Regions from separate parts of the Zea mays genome. Here region 1 is linked to region 2. A link is a contact called in public Hi-C data. All regions are on one chromosome and are shown on one strand. Each heading gives the region's core, a stretch centred on a gene start, on an enhancer-like site or on the middle of the called end of the contact. The rest is flanking DNA. Distances are from core to core; before and after follow the strand shown.

What was found. A called contact is a pair of places that touch in the nucleus more often than the background predicts.
Region 1: a Hi-C map of bundle sheath shows a contact between it and region 2, with 5 times the contacts expected there. The contact joins two enhancer-like sites. A contact is called at or near these places in 3 of 25 Hi-C or Micro-C datasets (bundle sheath, ear and tassel).

Annotation. Positions count from the first base shown.
Region 1 is chr4:187,155,457-187,160,275 of Zm-B73-REFERENCE-NAM-5.0, reverse strand. No RefSeq gene overlaps it. Among protein-coding and RNA genes, the nearest start is that of LOC100192638, 6.4 kb to the left of the region's middle. Within about 2 kb of position 3,020, at least 20 of the 20 cell types and tissues checked have an H3K27ac peak or open chromatin away from gene starts, as enhancers often do. A contact at or near this core is called in bundle sheath, ear and tassel, where this site is marked.
Region 2 is chr4:186,793,628-186,798,387 of Zm-B73-REFERENCE-NAM-5.0, reverse strand. No RefSeq gene overlaps it. Among protein-coding and RNA genes, the nearest start is that of LOC100272492, 5.4 kb to the right of the region's middle. Within about 2 kb of position 2,862, at least 18 of the 20 cell types and tissues checked have an H3K27ac peak or open chromatin away from gene starts, as enhancers often do. A contact at or near this core is called in bundle sheath, ear and tassel, where this site is marked.

The DNA.
Region 1 (4,819 bases), core at 1,771-4,270, 360 kb before region 2:
CTGCCGGAGCCGGACCATCGCAGCCGGCCTGTGCCCCAAAACCGTGTCATGGTCATGGCCGCAGAACGCAGAATCTAATCACTCACTGATCGTCGAGCCGTTTATATGCCCCCGGCCGGCAGGGGCCCAATTAGCATCTCAGGATAGTCGCTGATGAGTGGCTGCCTGCCTTGATGTTCCGGTGCATGTCGACTGCCGTGGATGGCCTGCGCGCCCTGGCCTGGCCTCCTCCGCGCCATCTTCTCTGCTGGTGTTTGTCCATCGCTAATTTAATCCTGCTGCACACCGGGACCGACCCGGTCGCCTTGGCCGGCCTACCATCATCTGTCAGTCGATCAGTCGTTGTTAGCACGGGATGCATGCCGCTGTATTTTTTTAATTATTTTTTTCAAGTTTGTCTAAGTAATAACAACTAATTAAGTGATCAAGGTTCAAGGGCAGCCGTTACTCGACTTTTGTTTATCCTTAGATATAAAATGATACAAATTGAATATTTTTCTCCTAGTTGTCTTTTAGAAATGGTTAGACTTTTTCAGACCATTTCTGATCGTTTTTTTATCCTAATTATTTGCATCCACCGTGCTTGAAGAAGCATGTCGGCACGGCAGCAATGGCCACCGGTTTCAATGTCATCAGATGCGTTGGCACGCGGGCCCAACGCATCAATAATGAAAAGCGCAGATGGATGCATTGCGCGCTGGCAACAGCGAGCGAGGTGGTGACGGTAGCGACAATACTATATGGCACTGCCACAAGGTACAGGGGTACTCATCGCGTCCGAACGCGCTACGCTTAGGGTCTGTTTGGTTGGTTTCTCTCGTCAACCTGGCTGTGTGAGCCAGGATCACTGGAGCCTGGCTCTGGAGATGCGACCAATCTGCTCGTATCTGGTGAGCCTGGCCCAAGGTGCTTTAAGGATCGTGCGAGTCTGGATCCAAATCTACATGCAGGCAACCAAACACAGAGCTCGCACGCGCATAGCCTGGCTCACAGCAACCAAACAGCAGCTACCCGCATCCCGCGATGCAAGCACGAGCAGATGCAGGCAACCAAACACACCCTTAGAGTCGGACATCGTCGTCCGATCCGAGACAGCGAGTTGCTACCACGACCCCAGGCGAATGGCGAGCCGTTGACCGAGTCGCTGTGGCATGGGTGATGGGTTGGGTACCATTATCCTGGTGCAGGTCAACTTGGCTCGCCGTCTTTGTGGACGATGCGTGGAGACGACGTTGCTGTTGCCTCTGTAGGAGATTGATGGGACGATCTGCTGGGAGGAAAAGCGCCGTATAAAGTCAAGACGAGAACGACGGCACGGCGAAGGGGACCAACGAACAGTAGCGTCTTCTCTGCTACCATCCATCGTCCAAACGAAACAGTTCTAGATTTGGCTTAACCAAACCATTCTAAAATTAACCAAGTTTATAGAAGATAATGTCAAAAATTACGATTCTAAATGTATATACTAGAAAATATTTTTTTAAGGATAGTAATTTGATAACATCATAAATATTATGATTTCATCAAACCACTCTGCTGAAAATCTACCGCGCGCGCATTCATCGTCGGGTGAAAGAGAGGCAAGACGTGGAAAGACCACGCTTTTGCTCGCCCAGTGCCAGTTCCGGTGTTGTACTTTCCTAGTGCGACGAGGCGGGCAGCTGGCGGCACCTGACCGGCGCCGACATCTGACGCCCCGGCCCTCGTCTCCACTAGGCACGCCGGGCCGAAAGACGACCGCCGCCGGGTCGCCGTCGTCGCCTCGAGAGACCGCGCAGGCGAAGCCAAGACCATACCCGCCCACACGCGGAGACAGCCGTGTCCAATCCATCGTGCGTCGCGACAACCCCCCTTCCGCGTCACGGGCTCGGCGCGACATCTCCCAGCCCAAAAGCCGAGCACGACCGCCGAGCCGCCGTGCCGCGGCCGACCTGGGGCGCGCGACGCGTACGCGTACGACGACGGGGCGGGCCATATGCACCCTCACCATGGGGGCGTGCGCGCACTAGCCGTTTCGCCGGGCGCCCCTTGCTCACGTGCGCGTCGCCGTCGCGGAGCGCGCGCGTGCGTGCGGGATCGGCCCTGGTTAACCTGGACCTCGTGGCGACGTGGCTCGTGGTCGCGCGCACCACCGCTGCTGCTGCTTTCCGGCCGGTAGAGCCTAGAGGTAGTGAGGCAGTCAGCATGATTGATCGGTCTGCTGGTCATCAGGCGCCTTTTGATCCGTCCTCAGCAGCTTTTTGACGGATCTTTGGAGGAGAGGCGACGCTGCTAGACGATCACTGGCGCACTACCGGCAGGCTAGATCCGTGGGCTAGATATATGTACGGAGACGGGGGTACATGCACGCACAGCTACAGCTCGTCATCATCTCCCGTGTCTTGTCCGTGATGGTATTTGGTATATAGTGCTTGTCACATGTATCCAGCGTCGCTTTATAGGAGGCCACAGACGCAAGTATATTTATATTATATAGGACCTTTTCCTGCCACGACAGAGGTGGAGGACGATCAGTGGCGGCTGGGATCCGGGCTGATCTTACGGCCTTATTCACTTTGGTTCCTGAAAGATGAGCACACTCGCTATACGCCTTTCTCTCCACACGGTTTCACTAGCTAGCTTTATGACTGACTGACTGGTAAGTTCGCTGTATCAAATTGGCCTTGGCATACCGTGAACGTGCAGTGCGTGCGGCGGCCAGGCAGATAGATTACTCTTCCGACTGGCACCTGCCGGTGCACTCTCGCTTAGTGCGGTTAGATCCTTGGTTGCGTGATCCCTCAGCGCGAATTCTGCTTTTGCATCTGCAGTGGCATCGCGTCCGATCCTTTTTGACGGTCGATGCGTGGTATCTATCTATCACGCACCGCTTTTTTAGAGGTTGGGAAATGGCCGTGCGTTTTGGGTGTGATCGTTTTTTTTAAAGATTTGCACCATTGCTGCGGTACGGTACGGTCTTTCGTGTAGGGAAATTGTCTACTGCTGGACCACCCTGCAGCCAAGGTGGGCTGCAGTTTTGTTTAGGCCCAGATGGGCTGCAGTCGAGCTGGCCCATCTAACAAACGTTCCTTCTTCTATTTAAGGGCGAAGCACATATTACATATACACTTGCTTTACTCACAAGGGAGGCAGTCACACAGCGTGTTCCGTTGCATCGGACATGCATGCGTGGGTAATTGGCCGACGCGAATATGTTCTTGGTAACAAAGTGTGGAGGAGTGCGGGCTACTCATCGTCTTCGTTGGGTTTCCCTAGGCAGCGTGTTTCTCGCATCAGTGTCTGTGGTGGAAGCTCTGTTGTCGAGCCCAACGCAGCAGTGCAGTGCACACGCACGAATGGGCCAGTCTGAACTGAAAGTTTTGGGTTAAAGAATGATGTCATGTTACTATGATGGTGGCCTAGTCATCAGTGAACTACCTAGGATTTTCTCGCAGAGTTCTTGGTACCAAGCCAAATAATCTTTGTTCTGAAGCAAGTGCTGGCAGGCAGTCAATAGCCAAGAATACATACATACATACATCTCATTGAGAGGCTTAATTATAGGAAACGATACTTCAATCAGGTGAATATTAGATTATTCTGTCATGAGCTTACTGCAGAATACATACATCTCATTGAGATCCTCACAGTGGAGACCGTACGTGGGTTACAAACTTACAATAGGTGGCGCTTTTAAAACTTCTATAAGTATCAGCTGTTTAGTGTACACAAGTCACAAAGGTGGGTGCAAAAGGTTAGCCAGATAGTAGGAAGAGAGAGAGCTAGGACTACAAAGTATGCAATTTGTTTGGTTTCTATGTACTAATTTTTAGTCCCTCCAATTTATCCCATTTTAGTTTCTAAATTTCCAAATATATAAAAAAACTCTATTTTAGTTTCTATATTTGATAATTTAGGAACTAAAATAGAATAAAATGAAGGGACTAAAAATTAATCACTAAAAACCAAACACCCCTTTAAGTTTCACTTATTTCTTCTCTGAGTGTTTGTGCTACCTTTTCTCAAAATTTAACTATTCTTTGGTAAGAGCAGAGCCGGTGCTTAGAGACCCACCTTGTTTAGCTCCGAAGAAATATACGGTAGTCCCGCACTGAGTGGAAGAAAGGGTTCATTTTAGCTCCAGTAATCAGCAGAAACCAAAATCTTTTAGCTACTGCCCGTGCCCGTCGAGTGAAGTTTGACCATACAGAATAGGTTGTTTGGGCGCAAAGATACCAGACAGGATTAGATGAGCTAAAATTCCATTGTTATTTAAAATTAAATAGCAAGAGAACTTTGGCCCCCTACAATTACCTCTAGTATTCTTACTCCCAAACAAGCTCTAAGGGCTAGCTTGTAAACTGATAGTCGCCTAGAGGGGGGTGAATAGAGCGAAACTGAAATTCTCAAAAATAATCACAACTACAAGCCGGGTTAGCGTTAGAAATATAATCGAGTCCGCGAGAGAGGGTGCAAAACAAATCGCAAGCAATTAAGAGGTGTGACACGCGGATTTGTTTTACCGAGGTTCGGTTCTTGCAAACCTACTCCCCGTTGAGGTGGTCACAAAGACCGGGTCTCTTTCAACTCTTTCCCTCTCTCAAACGGTCACTCGGACCGAGTGTGCTTTCTCTTCTCAATCACTTGGAACACAAAGTTCCTACAAGGACCACCACAAGATTGGTGTCTCTTGCCTCAATTACAAGTGAGTTTGATCGCAATAAAGAATCAAGAAAGAAGAAAGCAATCCAAGCGCAAGAGCTCAAAAGAACACAAGCAAATCTCTCTCACTAGTCACTAAGGCTTTGTGTGGAATTTGGGAGAGGATTTGATCTCTTGA
Region 2 (4,760 bases), core at 1,613-4,112:
TTTTCTCAATTACAGCTACAACAGTTTAAATAGCCGACTTTAATCTAAAACGAACAGGATCTTACCACGTAATCTTAACCGGAAAAGTAGAACGGAGACGTTTTAGGGTTATAATTTTGAGGGTTCGTCATGTGAAGGTCGAAGTTTGTTTTCTATGTTGATGGCGGCTCTGGTAGAGTACGACAGTGGCCTTGTATTCACTCTAGTCAGATCTTGGTGTCTGTAGTGAGAGTACAACTTATTTGTACGTTTGAAGAGAGGTCGCAACTTACAGATTGTTATTTTAGGAGTAAAATGTTATTGTTTATTATTGTTGTATAACTTAAGGGGGTGTTTGGTTTCTAAGGACTAATGTTTAGTCCCTAGATTTATTCCATTTTAGTTCCAAAATTACCAAATATAGAAACTAAAACTTTATTTTAGTTTCTATATTTAGCAATTTATACACTAAAAAGGAATAAAATGAAGGGACTAAACATTAGTCCCTAGAAACCAAACACCCCCTAAGTGGTATTGTTATGTTTTCTGCCACTTTTTAAATCGGGTATAAATTTTGGTTACAGAGCCTATCTCGCTGCCTCATAACATATAACAAACTCAGCATGAATTATCACGATGAAGTGATAGTTTATTTTGATTTTTTTTAAGATATAACTCTTACGAGTGTGAATATGTAAACGGGCATAGACTTTCTATCTTCTTAACGTTCTGTATAATTTGATTATGGGTATCATAAAATCTTAAGGCTAGTCGATTTTTGTATGTGAACCCAAAGCCTTTTGTTCCTTATAAATATCGCAGGACTTTCTTAACGCTTTTCTAGATCCTTCTTAAATCTACTAAGCATCCGTCCCGTTTACGAGTACATATTCGAGTATACATAATGCTTCCCATAGTTGAAGCATGCATAACTGATGTTATTATATTGACCTCGTGTTGGTTCTTGGACTTTGATAACTTAATTTCCAAATGGTTGTTCTTAACTACTTGGAGCAGGTATGCGGTTACATACATACATACATGCCGAAATTCTTTAGAACATTGTGTATGTATGCCTTTTGCAACAGGCCTAATACCCATTTCGTCTTTCTAGTCAGGTGAATCTCAATTTCTGAGACATAAGGTGCATCTTGTAGATATTTCATACTGATATAAGAGGACAAAACCGTTCATAGGGAAGAAAGCGCGTCGAGAGACAGACATACCGAGCCATCCTGCAAACTGAATGGAAAGACTCGGCCTTTCTTTTGTGTTCTGTTTGATAACAAGCACTTTGTGGTTGGTCTGGTCTCTAAGCAAGTAAGTAGTAGTACGTAAGAGAAAAGGCGGCACATCGCTTCGGTACTGGCGTTGTTGCGGAGTCGTCCAAATCCTTTTCCTGACAGCACAGGCACAGCGCCAACACAGTCCGGACGCTCGCGTTCGGATCGGATATGGACTCCGACCAAGCTCTCGCTCTCCGTTGTCTTTGTCTGCTCTGGAGGTTTTAGCGTGTTTCTCGCGTAATTAGCGACGAGAGGTCGCAGGGCCGCCATGCATGCAGCCCAGACCCAGTGCCATCGCAGTTGCCATGATCGATGGAGGTTAACGTCCCATCTCACTCGAGCTGATTTCTCTCTCTCTCTCTATCTCTTTCCTTCCCTCCGCTTCCAAAGGAAAAGGGTAAGAAAGGGACGAGAGAGAGAGAGAGGGTAGCGTTCTACAAACCCCGAGCACTCCACTGAGGTGACAAGTAATAAGCCAGAACCAGACAAACCGGCTGCTTGCTTTACACGCGTACCTTCCCGCGTTATGAGCCAACCCCGCGCGGGGGTCGTTTCCCGGCTGTTTAGTAACAGCTGATCACCACCAACTGACGATCCAAAACCATTGGCCGTCACCTCTAGATGGCGCAACCGGCCTCGCGCTCACCCGGCCGTGTCTTTTATAATTGCTTCCGTTACGGCACGTGAGCTACTACTACTACTGCTTGGTGTTTCCTGCTCCCAGCTTTGCCGCGATCGCCTGCCCTGTGCGGCCGCTGTGTTGATCAGTGCTGCTCCCGCTTGAAAATTGAGACCGCCATCTGAAAACGCGCTTGGTAGCTGGTGAAAGTTTGTCTGTCCCGGTCGTGTATGCATGGGACAGGGGACATGATCACAGAGGCACAAGTTAGTTTTTGCCATGGGGACACACCATGGCGTGATTGCAGCAGCAACCACGCTCCCTCCATCCAAAAAAAAACATCCCTGTCACGTACAGCCGGAGCCACAGTGCGTTGCACGACGACGACAACAACAACAACAACAAAAAAGTTGCTCCCATACGACGAAAAGGGGGTCCGGGGGCGGCCATGCAATATTATCGGTTGGTGTTACGTTCTCGTTGTCGCAAATAATTGCGGTGTCCGCTAGCTGCACTGACCTATAGCAGGACTGCAGGAGTAGTCTCTAATCTGGTGGAGGACGTACTCCAGGCAGCTATCCTTCTCATTCATGGCTACAGCCTGCCTATATTAGTAGTTAGTACAGTTTACAACAGCCCGGGAGAAGATGGTGTACGTTAAGGAACCCGATTGGGTCGAGGTTGACAGGCTACTACAGGTAGAGACCGTAGCCACCATCCTACGAGTTCAAGTGGGCGCAGCAGGTTTCTGTCTGGAAAAAATCATCTCAACTCATTGCCCAGGTGTCTCAGTCAGAACGCTGTGGTTCTTTTCTCGGTTCCATCATTAGCGAGCATGGGTTTTGCAAGGGAAAAAATCATAGCGGCGTCGGCGTGGAGGAGAACCAACTTGATGGGCTGCCTAGCGTGTTGGACGACCTGGTCTGGTTAGTCCCAGGCCCTTACTAGCCTTTTAGGCCTGCCTGTCTCCGATGAACTCGACGACAGGCTGTCTTTTGGAATGGACCTGGACGCGGTAGTGGTTGATGGCAGCAGGCACCTACGCTACGCCTGCCCAGACGTGGCTGTTTTCCGTAGGGGACCGGCAACCGGCGAATAGCTAGGCCCTCCCACTCCCAGCGTCCCAACAGGACTCCTCTCTTTTCTGAACCGGCCTGTGTCCATCCGATTTAGGCCTGCTGCACCTCCACCCTGGACCTCGGACCTGCTTCATTTTTCTTTCGCCCTGGCCGTGGTAGCAGCGTTCTTGGGATTCATGGGCCGAAATACTATTAGGAAATACTATTAGGCTCGTTTGTTTCGTTGGAATTTAATTCCATTTTAATAATTATAGTTTAGATAAAACTAATTAAGTTTATATATTTATATATGTAATATATTTGTATATTATCTTAAATCATCATATGAGATAGATGGTTATATATTATATTCATGTTATAACGAAGCAAGTAGAAGAGTATGTTATAAGTTGTACATCAGAAAAATAGCATGTAAATCTATAGAATCAATTTTCATCTCTCACCCTATGAATTTGAGATAGGTTTATATGATATTTTTGGAAAGTGGTGGAATGTAACATTCTAAAAAATAGCCTATTCTAATAGTAAGATTCCAATTCCTCAAAATGAAAGGAAACAAACGGGGCCTTACTTCATTTAGGTCTCGTATGAAATGTCGTTTTTTTTAAATCTCGTATTCTCCATTGAGACTAGAATGGTTTCTAGAAAATCCTTGGGTCTTAAGCGGGCCATATGTTGTATCTCATATGGTTTCCTATATTTTTTACCAGCATTGGGCATGTTCAGTTCACATTGAAGTTTATTATGCCATATATACTTTTTTTAGCAAGAAGATTAGTATATGGCATGTGGGGAAAATATGCTAAAAATGTTTGCCATAGATGCGGCAGTGACCCAAACATGTCTCTAATAAACTGTGACATGCCTAACTTTTGTGGCGTGCAAGGATGAGGCAAAGAATAAAGAAGGCGAATAAGAGCAATTATAACAAGTGTCTTGAATTGAGTCATATTTTGAAATATAGGACTCGAGAATACAAATAGCTTCCAATAAAGATCCTATTTTACATTTTTTGTCAAACACGTTTAGAACTCGGTAACGGTGAGTGAAGCCTCAAATATACTACCTTGTCTATGAGCCCTATCTATTTTCCCACATTCCTACCTTCCCATAAAACTTCATGGTATTGGTACCCCTATCGCCTCTCCCCGTCAGGTATAATAAAATGGAATATCCTCTTTAGGGCTTGTTCGGTTAGCTCTCAATCCATGTAGATTGAGTGGGATTGGATGGGTTTAAATCCCAAGTAAGTCAAACTTCTTCATATTTTTTTCCAATCCCATCCAATCCATAGGTAACGGGATTAACCGAACAAGGCCTTAAAGTGAAGTTCTAATTGGAGTAATTCATGTATCCCAGAATGCTTGTCTACATGGGTATAACGAGCATGGAATGCTTCTTGAATCAACGAATCATAGTATAAGTTACTAACATGGGTATAACGAGCATCTAAAAAGCTAGGATTCCTTTGTGCTCGCACAGAATTGGCGGCTGTTGTTTCTGTTTTTTGCTGCAAATGTACAGACCCTGCACCTATGTTTTGGTGATGCACAACAGCTCGTGCCTCTGTTTTCAAGGAGGTTGTGCAGCTCTTTGGCCCTAGCGGTGTAGGCATGCGACAACTAGGATACATGCGAATAGAGGGAATAGGCTGATAGTTCAATTGTAACAGTGACTATAGGCTCTCTTGCTGGAGTACTAAATATTGTTGATCCTTTACATCATTTAAATTGGGTTCTATTTCGAAATTTAGGACCCGAATTTAAGACTCGCTCTTGGAGATGCTCTAGATTGAAA